2 separate regions of the Salmo salar genome follow, and region 1 is linked to region 2. Evidence: chromatin contacts called from public Hi-C data. All regions are on one chromosome and are shown on one strand. Each heading gives the region's core, a stretch centred on a gene start, on an enhancer-like site or on the middle of the called end of the contact. The rest is flanking DNA. Distances are from core to core; before and after follow the strand shown. Region 1 overlaps LOC106585070 (solute carrier family 23 member 2). Region 2 holds the start of LOC106585070 (solute carrier family 23 member 2).

The links. A called contact is a pair of places that touch in the nucleus more often than the background predicts.
Region 1: a contact with region 2 is called in a Hi-C map of muscle, with 7 times the contacts expected there. The contact joins the enhancer-like site here to the promoter of LOC106585070 in region 2. A contact is called at or near these places in 2 of 3 Hi-C or Micro-C datasets (gill and muscle).

Annotation. Positions count from the first base shown.
Region 1 is chrssa24:13,672,622-13,676,101 of Ssal_v3.1, reverse strand. LOC106585070 (solute carrier family 23 member 2) reads right to left here. Exons shown (of 16, transcript XM_045706862.1): 6 at 2,926-3,083. Among protein-coding and RNA genes, the nearest start is that of rasf2, 33 kb to the left of the region's middle. Within about 2 kb of position 1,826, at least 6 of the 13 cell types and tissues checked have an H3K27ac peak or open chromatin away from gene starts, as enhancers often do. A contact at or near this core is called in muscle, where this site is marked.
Region 2 is chrssa24:13,618,810-13,622,426 of Ssal_v3.1, reverse strand. It overlaps LOC106585070 (solute carrier family 23 member 2), which reads right to left and starts at 1,629. Exons shown (of 16, transcript XM_045706862.1): 1 at 1,271-1,629.

The sequences.
Region 1 (3,480 bases), core at 577-3,076, 53 kb before region 2:
CGATTGTCGAGAGCCGTGCGTCCTCCGAAACACAACCCAGCCAAGCCGCACTGCTTCCTGACACAATGCCCGCTTAACCCGGAAGCCAGCCGCACCAATGTGTCGGAGGAAACACCTGGCGACAGTGTCAGCGTGCATTGCGCCCGGCCCGCCACAAGAGTCCCTAGCGCGCGATGGGACAAGAATATCCCTGCCAGCCGGGACAACGCTGGGACAATTATGCGCTGCCTCATACGTCTCCCGGTCGCGGCCGGCTGCGACAGAGCCTGGACTCGAACCAGGATATCTAGTGGCAGAGCTAGAGCCCTCCACATTGTTACATGCAGAAAAACATGTTGATTGCTGGCGCTGAAGATGTCTATATCGGTCTGCTAATACAGGATTAGTAAAGGCACAGGGCATGACTTTTGTGAAAAAATAATGTTCTTAATTTTACAACTACCTTTGTCAAAGCGTAGATGATAAGTGTTGATGTCTATATCAGTCGGCTAATACAAGTAAAAAGGCCCAGTGCACAACTTCTATTTTTATTATTTTATGTTTTGAAAGAAAAATGTATCTTATTTTTCAGGGGTGCTGCAGCACCTCTAATTCCCGCAGCTATGCTCAGATGACAGAGCTTTTTGGCCTACAGGCAACTTAACTAGAAGCAGCGAATTCTGATTGTGTGAATAATGCAACAAATGTGCTTTTATTACAATAGGTAGGCTAACATATATGAAGCAGACAGACAACTTCTTACAAACAATCTGCGGGACAACAAAAATATTTATCCCTAAGTTGTCTGTCTGACCGCCTGGTCCCAACTACAGCATGAAAAATGCAGAGAACGCCTCAATGATCTGTCGGAATCCGCAGCCCTCTATGGTGCACAATTGCTATGTTTAGGTTAATCCTCTGTGTATGCAAGTGCTGTGTATGCTTCTCTGTGTGATCAGTCCTAACTGCAGGACTAAAGACAGGAGAGTCAGGTCCATAATTATTGATACCCTTGATAAAGATGAGCAAAAAAGACTATAAAATAAATACTGAGCTATATTGTATGCTCAAAATGTAAATTATATTTTACCATAGGTATGAGGTACTTTTCTGCATATTCTTTTTTTCAACGCCAAACCCACCACTGGTGTGCACGGCCTTATAGCTATATTTTCATGTTATCTGACCGTAGAACCGGTTCCAATCCAAGTGCCAATGGCGGTTATCAAACTCCAGGCGGTGCTATGGTCAGATGACATGAAAATAGAGCTCTTTGGCCCACATTTATGGTTCTTCGGTTGAAGGGTTCAGTTGGACACAGCTTAAATTACATCAACCCATTTTTCACAGTAGTCCTATGTGGCTGAACGCCTGGTTTCTCCTTGAGCTGGGAGGAGTGTGTGAGAGCCAGGCAGACAGAGGTCTACCATACCACTGGTCTGTGAGTGTATGTGCAGCTCTTTTCAGGGCTGTAGTCGCTGAAACAGTAAAATACTGCTTAAATTCTCTTGTTTCCGACAGGAATCACCCAAGGCCATGAGACTAGCGGAGAACCTTGTGTGTGTGTGTGTGTGTCCAGTGTGTGTGTGCAGTGATTTCCTGTCAGGGCTGCTGTATCTTGGCCATGAGACTGAGACATGCAAACACAATTACAAACAGATTACCATGACGTGATATGGCATCTAGCAACACATTCATGTGTGGTAATAACCATAGCAACAATGATGAAACCTGGCTGTGGTATTTCTAAAGGATATCATATTTCTAGAGTGAGAGAGAGAGAGTGGGCAAGGGGAGGGAGAGAGAGAGTGGGCAAGGGGAGAGAGAGAGTGGGCAAGGGGAGGGAGAGACAGAGAGGAGAGAACAGAAGGGCATCTCAGGTCACACTGACTCACTGAGTCAAATTTGAACCTCTAACCACAGTGAGGAGAGAAAGAACTGAAAAAGAAAGAGGGAATGAAAAGGAGAAAAAAAGAAAAGGATAGAGTGTTTCCTGTAGAGGGAGAGGTGGCAGAGAGAGAGAAAAAAAATAAAATGGAGTGCTTGTTTGTCCATTCAGTCAATGCTCCTCACCATGTAGCCCTAAACATATCCCTAATGCTAACCACACTGTGTAGAATGTAAAGCTATGGAGATCTTCTCCCACAGTCTGGTTTACTGTTGACACCAAACATTCATGACATACTCAGGCTGCCAACCCAAACGGCTCCCTATATCATAGTGCACTACTTTTGACCAGAGCCATCAGAATATGGTGCCATTTCGGAGGAACCCTCAGACACTTAGAACATTTCAAGTTCACTGGTCAGTCTGGGAAGAGGGGGTGCAGCTCTACAGTTGGCCAAATACACACACACACACACTTTCCTGCCCTGGTGCTAACCCACTCCTTTCCTGTTACCAACAGTACAACTTCTGGCTCATGTGCTTTCAGAAACTGTTGAGTCACATGCACACACACACACTCATTTTGCTACACCTGCAATAAACCTGCTAAAAATGTGTATGTGACCATTAAGATTTGATTTGACATACACACACACTAGAGAATGATAGAGGGATAAAGAGGAATGAAGGAGGAGCAGAAAGGATGGAGGAGTGACTTTTCACAGTCTCTTCACTGTCTATAATGCCTAAATGGTACTTAAAGAGAGAGGAGGGAGAGAGAGGACAGAGGAGAGAGTAGGGGGTGAGAGGCAGAGGGTATAAGGAGAGAGAGAAGGAGAGAACACTAGAGAAAGAGAGAGGTAAAAAAAATTACAAGCCGTAAAGGGGAAAGTGCAGGAGAGAAGATCAATAGCAGAGTATTATGTACCTGTAGCCACAACACTGGCCTACAGTTTCCCTTGTTGCCTGCATCAGCCCTAAACCCATCACTGTGTGTGTGTGTGTGTGTGTGTGTGTGTGTGTGTGTGTGTGTGTGTGTGTGTGTGTGTGTGTGTGTACCTGCAGCCCAGTGTAGTCTGTAGCAGGGTGGTGATTCCCACACAGAAGAAGATAGTTCCTATGAGCTGACTGGTAGCCCACTGGTCAAACCCTACACACATGGCTTCAGCTAGCAGGAATGGCACCGCGATGGTACCACTGAAACATGTCAGGTAGTGCTAGAGTGAGAGAAGAGAGGGTTACATTGTGAAAGTGTGTGTGTGTGCGTGCGACAGTGAAGCAAACCAACTTTCATAAGAGTATGTTTTATAAGAATCAGTGTGAAGGGGAGGGGCTTAGTTACATCAGGAGTGGGGAGACTGTGTTACATCATATGGGTTATAGAAGGGGAAATACGAGGACACTTGAATAAGCAGTGAGATGGCATTTTTTGACCTGGGCATGGCTGCATCTGAACAGTCTGAAGTGGCTTCCACTCCTTGTCTCCTCTTGTTCATCTGCACTAGTAACAAAGGAGAGGTTAAAGCAATAGGGAGGATCCCTATCAGGCATTACCTTTCACCTCTCCAAGTATTTCACATCAGTGCAGATAAAGGAGAGGAGACAAGGAGAGGA
Region 2 (3,617 bases), core at 380-2,879:
GTAAAGAAAAGTATTTAATAAGATTATTTATTTCATTCAGATCTAGGATGTGTTGTTTAAGTGTTCCCTTTATTTTTTTGAGCAGTATACACACACACACACACAATATATATATAGAATATATAAGAAAAAGCTGCCAACAAGTGCTCAGCATATGTGGGAACTTCTTCAAGACTGTTGGAAAAACATTCCAGGTGAAGCTGGTTGAGAGAATGCCAAGAGTGTGCAAAGCTGTAATCAAGGCAAAGGATGACTACTTTGAAGAATCTCAAATATAAAATATATTTTGATTTGTTTAACACTTTTTTTTAGTTACTACATGATTCCATATGCGTTTTCATAGTTGTGATGACGTCACTATTATTCTACTATATAGAAAATAAAGAAAAACCCTTGAATGAATAGGTGTGTCCAAACTTTTGACTGGTACTGTAAATCAAAACACAATAATGTTGAAGTTAAGAACCTTGGAAACTAATATTAACATTTATATTTAATTTTACTGATAACAATTGTGTTTATGATTTATTAAGCAATTAAAAGGTGTACATCGGAAACCGCAGTTGGGTCACCTGCTACTGTCCTCCCTTCCACTGGCATACTGTTATTGACATAATTGTGAAAACAGTATTTTCTCTCTCTCATACACTCAAAGTAGAGTAGTGTATAGGTCAGTACAGTAAAGCACACTAGGGTAGAGTAAAGTACAATGTACTGTGCTCTACTGCGATGTCCAAGCACCACATTATTTATGCAGACATCATTGAATCTCAATTCAGAGTAGATATTGAACAGAGTTTTTGGAAAACTTGGTCACATAAAAAGGGCCATTTTACTGTCATTCTGTTACAAAACGTTACATCTGCACTGTTCTTCAAGTATATGGGTTGTTTTATGTGGACATTTTTGAAAGTAGTCCTTACGCATAGAGTTGTATGGTTTGTTTAACTTTGCCAAAAATCGGAGTCTTAGCGTCATTCTGTTACCATGGAATTGCCTATATGCTAATCAATAGAAAGCAATGCCTCATACTATCCCACTGCGCATCTCTTATCATTAAATGATGAGGCCCTCTGATTAGGAGCATGCATTGCTATAGACATGATCCTTCTGCTCCCACCGCGTTTGCTATTGGTCCATCCTCGGATGTTGTATGTCTCCCTCTCTCTGTCACACTGTAGCTAGCTATGGCGTCATATTCCCCATCACGAGAATGATGCAAATACGGCTAGTGAGCACCAAACAGCTGGCTCCCCAGGTAAACACTCACCTGTCCTGGGGAAGGAACACCGGCAGGACCCGTTTCCCTTCAGGGTTATGGTAAAGTCCCCGTGGCGGTGCTGGCGAGGTTAGGGTTGGTTAGGGGTGATACAGCCAAAGGCAGGTTAAACCCGAACAACAACCTTCAAATGAAGCCGAAAGGAGCGTTAGATGTGTGTTGGTCCAGTTCTTATTAGGTAGAAAATAACTATTCTTGTAGTCTCCCGCGCCAGTGTATTGGGCTGTCAGATAGCAATGTCTGTAGATACAGAAAGAGTGTGTATTATGTAGTCTACCGATAGGCACGGGGTTGACTGGACACATAACAGCGCATGCTCAGATAGGCCCTGACGTCAGGCCCTTCCTCTTTGTGCTTACTGCCACGTTCAAGACAACCGGGAACTCAAAAATCTCTGACTTGCGACTTCAGTGCGTTCAAGACAACTGGGAATAAAATGAGGTCAAATCATGACGTCAGTGATCTTCAGGTCGGAAAGTCGGGGCTCTATAAATATGCCCGTGTTTCCGACTATGAATTCCGAGTTGGCTGACCGTTCAAAACGATTTATCCCAGTCGGAGCTCGTTTTTTTTCTGAGTACACAGTTGTCTTGAACAAAACTGAAGTCGGAAGTCGAGATTTCCGAGTTCGCTGGTTTTAGAACGCGGCAAAAGTCAATGTGTTCTGGGCACGCCGGTTCCAGAAGCCTACCCTTCCTCTTTCTCTCAATGTTTCTCCTCCAATCCCCCCCTCTTTCTCAGTGCTCTCGTTTCGATAAGCTTATCCCTGTTTTTATGAACACAAAATGTCGTCTTCCACTTTCTCCCTGGTTCTGTGGATATTTGCACCGTTCCATACTCACATCTAGTGGTATTCTAGGCGTATCGCAGCAACACAGTTCTTCAGGACCCATGCTCCACAAACATAGACATGCTGCCCAAGTATATAACCCAAGTAATAACATATCCAAAACAAGACCAAGAGGGGGGAGGAACACAATAATGGTGTAATGTAGGCCTTCTAAAAAACGGTCTCCAGATTCCATTGTAGACTGAAGTACTGCAATATTGTGTAATCATCTTACTGTTGAAATGTGAACTGTGCCAATATTAACCAGTTTCCTAATAATTAAATTTCTCTATACTGCATGTATGCATGCATGCATGCATGTCTGTCTGTCTGTCTGTCTGCATAGCAGCAGGAATTTGTTTTGAGTAGGGGGTGCTGAGTGCAGGGGGTTGGGGAAAAAAATCCCCTTTATAATAAAGTATTTGCAGGCCAATTCAATTCCTAATGTGATGAGTAACATAAGCATAGGACATGATTCAGTAACAGTAGTCACTGTAGCCTAAAGTAAATTGAAATACATTTGTCAAAAGTATATAATTACTCCCGTCTATACAGAAATAAATAAAATAATTCAAAATACTTCACCAGAGAGCATGACTTAGCCACAGGGGATAATTAGCTTATTTTAAAGCTGTGGATTGTTTCAAATCACATATATATGCCTAATTGGGAATCCCGCAATTTGGGCAGCGGGCTTGGCAATATAGGCCTAGCTGATTATTGAGATGCGGCTGTCAGTAAAAAGCAACACATCTAAAATATGTGTGAAGATGATGTGCCTTTAGTATAATTTGAAATGTTGAGACAAGAAGAAGGGGAGGGATGTGTGGTGAAGATATTGGCACATCTCTCTCCAGAATGCACTCAGCTGTCTCCCACCAATACTTACGCATTCATTGTTTTATTGTGTTAATTGTTTGCCCTTTGATTGTTTATTTTTTATAAATTCCCCATTACATACAGTATGTCACCAGTAGTAAATGTACTGTTATTGGTTACATGAATTTCTGGTAGCTCTTTCCTGCAGTCAAAGGACCAAATCTCCCTCTAGTGGCCTCATGGGTGGAATGTTATTCATATCGTTCAGAATTTTATAATTAATAAACATTTCAAAAAACCCGCAGAAAATCTGGTGTTTCTGTGTCAAATGGTTTTGTTATATTTCAGTCTTCTGTGATGTATATAAAATGTAATATTGGAATGCAAACTCAAAATTGAATACATTTTAACTCTATATCTGACATGGTACAGGTGTCTTCTTTTTTAAGCCCATAACCATGTGTATGAGGTTTATACTTCTGTTTCAAAGTAGATTTGTTTAAGACTTCCAAGAATCTCTCTGTGTGACCCTGATTTAGCCCACTGCAGTAAAAGGTTAATACTTTACCTGAAGTCAGTTGCCTATTTGGCCTGTAGTATGTTACTGCGTAGACCTTTCCTGCAGTCAAATGACCTAGTGGCCTCATGGGTGGAATGTTATTCATTACATTTTATAATTAATAAACGTTA